Regions from separate parts of the Mus musculus genome. Here regions 1 and 3 are each linked to region 2. The links are chromatin contacts, called in public Hi-C and promoter capture Hi-C maps. All regions are on one chromosome and are shown on one strand. The core of a region is the stretch at or near the end of the contact, and the rest is flanking DNA. Distances in the headings are between cores, read along the strand shown.

Region 1 (2,700 bases), core at 97-2,596, 340 kb before region 2:
CACTGGGGTATTGGTAGGAGTGGCTGTCCATCCAATGAGGAAGCAATCCATTTGCTTTGAGTCTCCAACTTGAAATGTTGTCTTTTTTCTTTTGGCAGATACTTGTTTATTAGATCAAGGGATTGTGGGAGGGGATGGGGTGGACTCCTAGTCCCTTCTATTATTGACCTGCTCCCTCATAGTTCATTAACTTTGCCTGGGTAATTATTAAGCAGGCTCTGAGTCCCCTGATGCCCCCGACTTCTCTGTCTTTCTGAAATTGACCTTCCTGTACTTTCATACTTTATTTCTCTGCTAGCAATGAATATCTGCCTTCAGTTTCCTTCTCCGAAAAATGGGGTTCTGACATGCCACCTTCATGTCCACTTGAGACCACTTCCCAGTACCTGGTACTCAGCTCACTCCTCGTTCCTGTTTCTATTTGCCCCTCCCCTGAGGCTTAGTCCTATCTGAACTTGCTTATTTTGCCTGACCACTAGAATGGTGCAGTGCTGATGGGGAGGTTGCTTGCTTCTGCTGTAGTCCCAGTGCAGAGAACCCCACCACTACACACACAGAGCAAATGCTCCATGGCAGTCTGTTGTTTCATTTCTTTTCTTTCTTTCTTTCTTTCTTTCTTTCTTTCTTTCTTTCTTTCTTTCTTTCTTTCTTTCTTTCTTTCTTTCTTTCTTCCTTCCTTCCTTCCTTCCTTCCTCCCTCCCTCCCTCCCTCCCTCCCTCCCTTCCTTCCTTCCTTCCTTCCTTCCTTCTTTTTTTAGACAGACATTTAAGCATTAGCTTCCATTTATGCAGTGTAAATGGTGAGAACAGCCCCGACTGAATACCCAGAGCATCATCTCGTCTGTGTCATTCATGCACATAACATATCTCAGCGAGGTGGCCCTTCTGTCCTCTTTGCAGAGACCCAGCCACCATACTAGTACCTAGAGAACTGGCTGGATTTCAGCCCCGATACCTCCGGGCTTTTGCTCATGTTCGCCTCATAGGGTCATCTGGGTGGTTGCCTAAGGAAAAGTATGTCATGGAGACTAACTTGCTTGGCATTGAATAAAAGGTGAGTTGAGAGTGGAGCGTGTTTAAATTGCAATCCTGCCTCTATTTCTGTGCTTGCAGGGAACAGTCATCCTTAATTGCTATCCTCCATCATCATCATGATTATTTCTGGTTTTTCTCTGGTTGCGGAGAATCCATACTCCAGGTATTCCAATGTCTCAGCATTGCCAGGCCTGTCTGAGCGTCAGGATGTAGGTAGTCTGGGCTCTCTGCCTTCTATTCTTGTCCAGGATACTCTGCCAAAAGAATCATGTTGTGGCTGCCACCCCTCCCACAAAGCCTCCCGCTTGGGTCAGTCCAGGACTGGAGTTGGGTATGGACTGTTCATGTCTATCCACTGCTACGTCAGGGCAACACCCACTGAGAGTGACCTTGTAGACTGCAGTGGGAGACACCCTTCAAAACCTCTCCTCTCCTGTCCTGAGAGCCAGGTTAAAACCATCAGCCCCGCATCCTGAGTGCAAACTTTTCCTAACCCTGCTGCTAAGCTAGACACCTCACTTACTGAGAGCCAGCATGGCAGCTGTTGTCCTGGAGAACGGAGTCCTGAGCAGAAAACTCTCAGACTTTGGGCAGGTAAGCCTGTTGGGCTTCCACTGCTAGGAGAGAATTGGTTCCCCACATGTGAAAGCAGTCTGGGAAATGCTGGTATTTCCAGTCTCCTAAGGCTACTAAGAAATATGACTTTATTTAGAGGCGAGGAAAATGCCCAGGAAGTCAACTGATGAGACTAGTCTTAACAAGTTGAGGATACAGAAAGTTGGGGATCTGAGCTGCTACCAACATCTGTGTGTCTTTGGGTGGCTCATTGGTATCCTCTGCCTATTGGCTTTATCTTCTGTACACTGAAAGGAAATGGCTGGTCCTTAGTCACCTGGGGTGGGAGTCCCTATCTCTCCAGGGATACTTATTCAATCCTTTCTTCTGGGTATCAAAATGACAAGCTTGTAAGAAACTGTCCTCTTTCGGCTTTCAGGAGGTGATGTCGCATGAAGAGAATTTGGGGGGGGGGACTTACTCAGAACCAAGGAGGGAGAAATTAAACAGAGAGGGAAATGAACAGGAGTTAGCCCGGAGCCTGAAGCACCTTGGGGATTATGCTGGGGGTGGAGGGAATCCATTGTCCTCCCTAGGGAGGGCTTGCAGAACATGTTCTTTTCTGTGATATTTGTACTTTCCCCAGATTGCAAATCATGGTTTGTACACTGAGATTCAGTCTCTGGAGGTAATATGCCTTTTCTAGCTTTTCCTTGGACAGGACTAAGGGGTTGAGGGTTGCCTGGAGTCAGAGAAATTTGTGTTAAAGAAGGTTGATATGAGGGTCGGGCAGATCAGCCCAAGGATTCTGGCTCTACCCTATTTTAAGCTCCTATATTGCAGGCTGCACAGTCCCTTGGCCATCTGGGGAGCTCAAGACAGAAATCTGGGAGTGGGGAGCTAGGGGGAGTGGCTTATAAAACACTTAGATGTTTGTGAATCTACAGATTGTTCCTACCAAAAACAGGGACACTCGAAGAGGGTCCAAACATGTCCTGGTATAGGCTCAGCATCAGAAGCAGAACATTTTCCTTCAAAAAAAAAAAAAAGAATACCCCACCCCCATATTGTAGGATTAAGATGAAAGCAACTGAACATCGACTACGAATCT
Region 2 (2,700 bases), core at 144-2,643:
ATCACCCACCACTGGAACAGTCTCACACCAGGTTTCTAATGTTCCTGTCTGAAAGGTAAACACTGCTGTGAAGTATTGACCACACAGAGGGTTGGAAAGAGCCCAAGCCCCTTGCAAAACCAAACTGGTTTCATTTGAGGACAATCACCACATCCCCAAGCAGGTTTCTATCCATGGGGCAGCGTAAAGAGGCAGTGTAGAGTTTCCAACTGGCCTCTGTCTCCACCGATGTGTCAGTACCTTCAAATCCCCCTGAGAGTCCGAGAGAGTAAGAGACTGAGGCAAGTCTGGCTCATTTCCATCTCCCCTGGGAAAGCACACCTGGAGAGATATCCGTGGAAAGCATGCAGCGTCTAATCTGGGCTTTTGTAACCTTCTTTCATAATTCACTTTCTTATCTACTGCCTCTGAAAGACCACTGAGAAATAGGTACAAACCGTATCAACAGAAGATCAGAACTCCATTCCCTGTGGCAAAGGCGAGTTTATACATTATAAATAGCAGAAGCAGCCGGCTTGAACCATGCTGCCAGCCACTTACCCAGTTGAGGGATTTGAATGACATCATAACCCTGGAGAGAGTATTGCTAGCCAGCTGGTATTATTTGGAATACACACTCAGACACAGACACAGACAGACACACACACTTACACACACACACATATGCATGCATGCACACATACACACAACTGTGTCTCACACACACACACACACACTCATTTATAGAGAACAATACAGCCAACGGGAAACAGTGTGTGCCTCCCATACTGCTTCCTTGGGGTCAAGGAGGTGACAGGCATCCAGCTTTGTTGAAAACTAGGATCATTTTATTTTTCAATCCATCCCAGATCTCAGCATAGCCTGATTCTCTGCACAAAGCATGACACAGTGTCCTGACAGGAGCCAGCCCACTGCTGCCTGGCCATCTATAGGTTTTAGGAAATGAGATCATTCCCCTTGCCTGGCAACTAGGACAAGGGTCACTCTATCCCCTCCACCTCCCCTTCCCCTGAGAGCTGCCTTTCGATCTAGTTTACCCTGGTCATTTCAGGGTTAACAGCATTGTGCTTCCTGGAGATAGTCTCTTCTTCCTTTTTTTGTTTTTTTTTTCCTTCAAATTTTGCATTTGCCCTAAAATATAAAGTTGCCCCCGTGTCCCACTTAGATCCTCTAATCCTGGTGAGGTGTATTAGCACACAAGTGTACCTTCAAACCCTGTGGAAAGTTAATCAGAGAACAGAGCCTATTTTTCTATGGCAGCCTCAGTATTTAATGTCTGCTAACCCTGTCAGAGACACACATTCTTTTAGGGGGGGGGGGGGTGAGTCTCTGTGCTCCAGTTTTTAAGAGCGAAGGTATGATGTTATTTGTCACGGTGCCCAAAAAAGTCCTTACTCGATAACTTTGCCAGAAGAGGGAGAGAGAGAGAAGGCGAATGTTCCCCCAGCTGTTTCCTGTCTACAGTGTCTGTGTTTTGTAGATAAATGTGAGGATTTTCTCTAAATCCCTCTTCTGCTTGCTAAATCTCACTGTCACTGCTAAATTCAGAGCAGATAGAGCCTGCGCAATGGAATAAAGTCCTCAAAATTGAAATGTGACATTGCTCTAACATCTCCCATCTCTCTGGATTTCTTTTTCGCCTCATTATCCCTGCCCACCAATTCATTTCCAGACTTTGTACTTCAGAAGCGATGGGGAAAATCAGCAGCCTTCCAACTCAATTATTTAAGATCTGCCTCTGTGACTTCTTGAAGGTAAATATCTCTTACTTTTTTTTTTTTTAACTCGTTGGAGAATTGTATTTAAACTGTGTACTGTTTTCTTCTGCCTAGAGTCTTTATTTGCTTTAGAATTTGCATTGTTTCAGAACTGGGGGTTATTTACAAATTGCTGAATGTGCAGTTCTGTGCGAGCTGTAAAAGGAGCTCCGGGGGATGAATGCATTTGCAGAGGTATCTGTACGGGTAGAAACTATTGCAAGGTACTTCTGCTAAAGCCTCCGCTTCCACAGGGCTTCCACACTGCCGTTTTAAGAGACTCCTTTAAATCTAGCCTATGGCTCGGGGCGAGAAAGATGACTATAAACTCGGGAGTGCTTCTCTCTCACAGGTGCAGGCGTTGGCTTTTTCAGAGCATGTTCTTGTGTCTGTGTCTATGTATGTGTGTGATTTGTCAGGACTTTATTTACGAGGCATGTCACAGATTAAAAGTTACATTTTAGATGATAGGAAGGCTTTTAAAAAATGCTTTTTTCTTTCTTTTTTTTTGGAGCCAAGAATCGGGAATTCTTTGCACTTCTGCCCAGAAAGTCAAAGTTAGGGGAAGTTTAATTTGCTTTTCTGTAAAAGCTCTTAGACAACTTGCTGTCTTTGCATATTCAGAAATTTTAAACAGATACAGGCTGTGCTCAGAAAGCAGGAGCTTACTGGCGGCTGCTTGTCCAACTTTTCTCTTTGGAAGGGGACTTTCGTGACTGAGCTGGGGTTTGAATTTTGGTTTAAGGCTCTGCTCTTAGACTCACCGCGCGGCGCGGCAAGGCAAAGCCTCTTTAGGTGAATCGGCTGCTGCTTGCCCCTGCTGCTGCTGTGCTGCCTCTGTCACTTGCCTCTGGCTCTGTCGCTCGCCCCTGCCGCTGCTGCTGCTGCTGCTGCTGCTGCTGCTGCTGCTGCTGCTGCCGTTTGCCCCTGCCGCTGTCTATGT
Region 3 (2,700 bases), core at 54-2,553, 400 kb after region 2:
GGGTATTCAAGTCTATATAGGAGAAGCATATATTTCTATAAATATATGGTTGTCTCCCTTTGACTTTCTCCGTAGATAGTTGAATTTGATAGGAAAGAAATAGACTCCAAGAGTTTCTTTGATTATATATATATATATATATATATATATAAGCCATTTTGGAATGGGGACAGCAGATGAGTAAGAGGTAGCTGCTAGACTTTCCCAGTATCATGGCGGATTCGCCACCGGAGGAATCAGGTTTTAATAAGGCTTACAAGATTAGGTTTTAGTTGTTGCACCCAGAGATTGAGTTACCATTGTTTCTGAAAAAATATTATTAATATTCATAATTATTTTCAGCTTGTTGGAATATGCAGCTCAGTTAAATCAGTAAAGCACCAACAGGCATAACACCAAACTCTGTAGAATTAATTTAGTAACGAGAAATGTAAGGGCTATTTCAGGGTCAGAAAGGTGTCTAAGTCAGAGAAGGGTTTTCTGTGCAAGTATAAGGTCCTTCATTCAGAACCCAGAACTCCCATACGACAGAGCCCAGCATGGTGGTGCATGCTTGCTATCCCAGCATGGTGGTGCATGCTTGCTATCCCAGTTCTGAGTCGGGATTCTTGGGGCTCCCTGTCCAGCTAACCTGGGCTACTTTGCCAGATCCAGGTCAATAAGAGACTGAGAGACCCTATCACATACAAAAAACAGAAACAAGATAAACCAACAACAAAAATAGAGAGTACTGAAGGCTACCTCTGGCCTCTGCACAGACACGCACACACACACACACACACACACACACACATATCCACACAAACATACACATAAAGGCACACATACGTACACAGACACATATATACAAACACATTTTGCCCACCCTCCTAAAAAAAAAAAACTCTATTTACAGATAAAGTGAAAAAACATCTTGAACACAAAACTTCTAAAGCACAGGTGGATGTCATCTATAACACTGGCATAAAAGGGCTGAGTTTAATTTATTTTCCCTCCTTTTATCTGTCCTAATAATTATAATTTGAGAGCAGAGCTTTCAATGTTGACTGTAATTATTGGGCCAAAGAGGTTGCAGTTGACAAGGTTACAAAATTCAGCATGGAAGGGGGAAAAAAGAGAGAGAAAGAAAGAGAAGGAGAGAGACAAAGTCAAACTAAGTCTCTCCTCTTGAAGGGACATCGTGAGAAGGAACAGCTTGTTCGCACAGTGACGTCATCGCTGCCGAGACAGTGTGCGAACTGCTCAACGTGAGAGCCCTTCCGTTTCATCTGCAATATAACGCTGGTGACAGGTATTCAAGAACTGCATGTTCTTCCAAAAGGTTCACTGTCTACTGAGTACTCTCAGCCCATCCGTACACATAAAGTGCTCCCAACTGTTTTGAAGCACAGCAGACCCTCTGTGTGACAGGCACGCCTCGGGTTGTAATTCTCCCTTTTGGATTTCAAAGTCATAACTTAACTTCTGGATTTTTTTTTTCTTTTTGCTTGCTTACATTTCAAAGACAGTGGATAAGCCCTTGCTTTTTTAAAAACAAAACAAAACAAAAAACAAACAAACAAAAAAAACAAAGCCCATTGGTATTTAAAAACAAGCTCACTTCCTAAAGGCAAAGAGCTTTGCAGAATGAAGTAAAATACTTTACGTGGTATCTCAGACTCTTGCTAAGTTTATTTTCATTGTATGTATAATCAGTTCCATTTGGTTTCACATCCTTGAGGCAATGTCACATTCTATGAAGTGCTGGCACACACCAAGTTTGTGGACTCACAGGAGTTTGTTGATATAAACCTGGAAAGTTCATAAAACTAGAACAAATTAGGCTAAAAGTCAATCTGATGGTCAACCCAGGACGTTTCTTCTAGCTCAGAAGAGAAAAACTTGGGAGCCTAACTGTTGAATCCAGGAATCCCTTCCTGACAGTTTCCTGCTGTTCACCATCCTGAAAGCAAACCAATCCTTCAAGCACCATCTCTTGAGACTTGGCCATTGTTATTTGGTGTTCTAACAGATGTTGGCTCCAGGCTCTTTGCAGGAGAGCAGTATTTAGCAATAACTTCTTTAGAAAGGGTGAGTCCATCTGAATATGTCAGACAACAACTTGCCTGATGTGAAAGTTATTAATACAAGCACTCCCACTTTGTCCGTCTGCTTTTTAATGACCAAAAGTAATGAGCCTTTTTAAGACTTGTGTTTCACCGTTTTTTTTTTTTATAACATGCAAACCGTACAGAACATTGTGACCATTAAAGCAAGCTTGCAACTACACTAATCTCCATGGAAATGCTGGAATGCAGATAAACAACCCCAGACAATAGGGAAGAATGAACTAGCCTGTTTATTAGTCTTTGAATGTCTCCCTCGTGTTCACGTGAGCAAGTTCCCTACAAGGAAAAAAAAAAGTGAGAAAAAGCAGGGAGGGGTACTGTTTTATTATGGAAATAGAAAATAACATTGCCTTTCAGCAGTTCTGCCAATACAATGGAAATATAAGCCATGTATCTTATTTAAAATTTAGTATTATCCAAATACTAAAATAAAAAGAAATATTTAAATTTCACTTCAATATTTTTAATCTACCCTAGCATTCCAACATACCACCAGTAAGAATATAGGAGTATCTGACATTAATTTTCTCATATTGTCTTTGATATTGGCGATGTTCTCCTGTATCTCAGCTGGCCTGCAACTTCCTCTATA

Evidence for each region. Promoter capture Hi-C pulls out the DNA fragments that hold promoters and counts their contacts. Hi-C and Micro-C count contacts between places; a contact is called where the count stands out from the background.
Region 1: a promoter capture Hi-C map of liver shows a contact between it and region 2, with 2.1 times the contacts expected there. The contact joins the promoter of Pah here to the promoter of Igf1 in region 2.
Region 3: a Hi-C map of uterus shows a contact between it and region 2, with 2.7 times the contacts expected there. The contact joins the enhancer-like site here to the promoter of Igf1 in region 2. A contact is called at or near these places in 13 of 39 promoter capture datasets (the 3T3-L1 cell line, 3T3-L1-derived adipocytes, the C10 cell line and 8 more), 4 of 484 Hi-C or Micro-C datasets (brown adipocytes and uterus), 3 of 115 datasets of contacts at active chromatin or transcription factors (the 230-238 cell line and embryonic basal ganglia) and 3 of 9 other capture datasets (adipose tissue, liver and pancreatic islet).

What each region holds. Positions count from the first base shown.
Region 1 is chr10:87,520,449-87,523,148 of GRCm38.p6, forward strand. It overlaps Pah (phenylalanine hydroxylase), which reads left to right and starts at 1,347. Exons shown (of 13, transcript NM_008777.3): 1 at 1,347-1,628. The coding sequence starts at 1,569.
Region 2 is chr10:87,857,659-87,860,358 of GRCm38.p6, forward strand. It overlaps Igf1 (insulin-like growth factor 1), which reads left to right and starts at 1,394. Exons shown (of 4, transcript NM_001111275.2): 1 at 1,394-1,754. The coding sequence starts at 1,692. All of the region lies in intron 1 of Igf1os (a long non-coding RNA gene), which reads right to left.
Region 3 is chr10:88,259,263-88,261,962 of GRCm38.p6, forward strand. It overlaps a transcript of Washc3 not described here. Among named protein-coding and RNA genes, the nearest start is that of Washc3, 60 kb to the left of the region's middle. Within about 2 kb of position 1,304, at least 6 of the 459 cell types and tissues checked have an H3K27ac peak or open chromatin away from gene starts, as enhancers often do. A contact at or near this core is called in uterus, where this site is marked.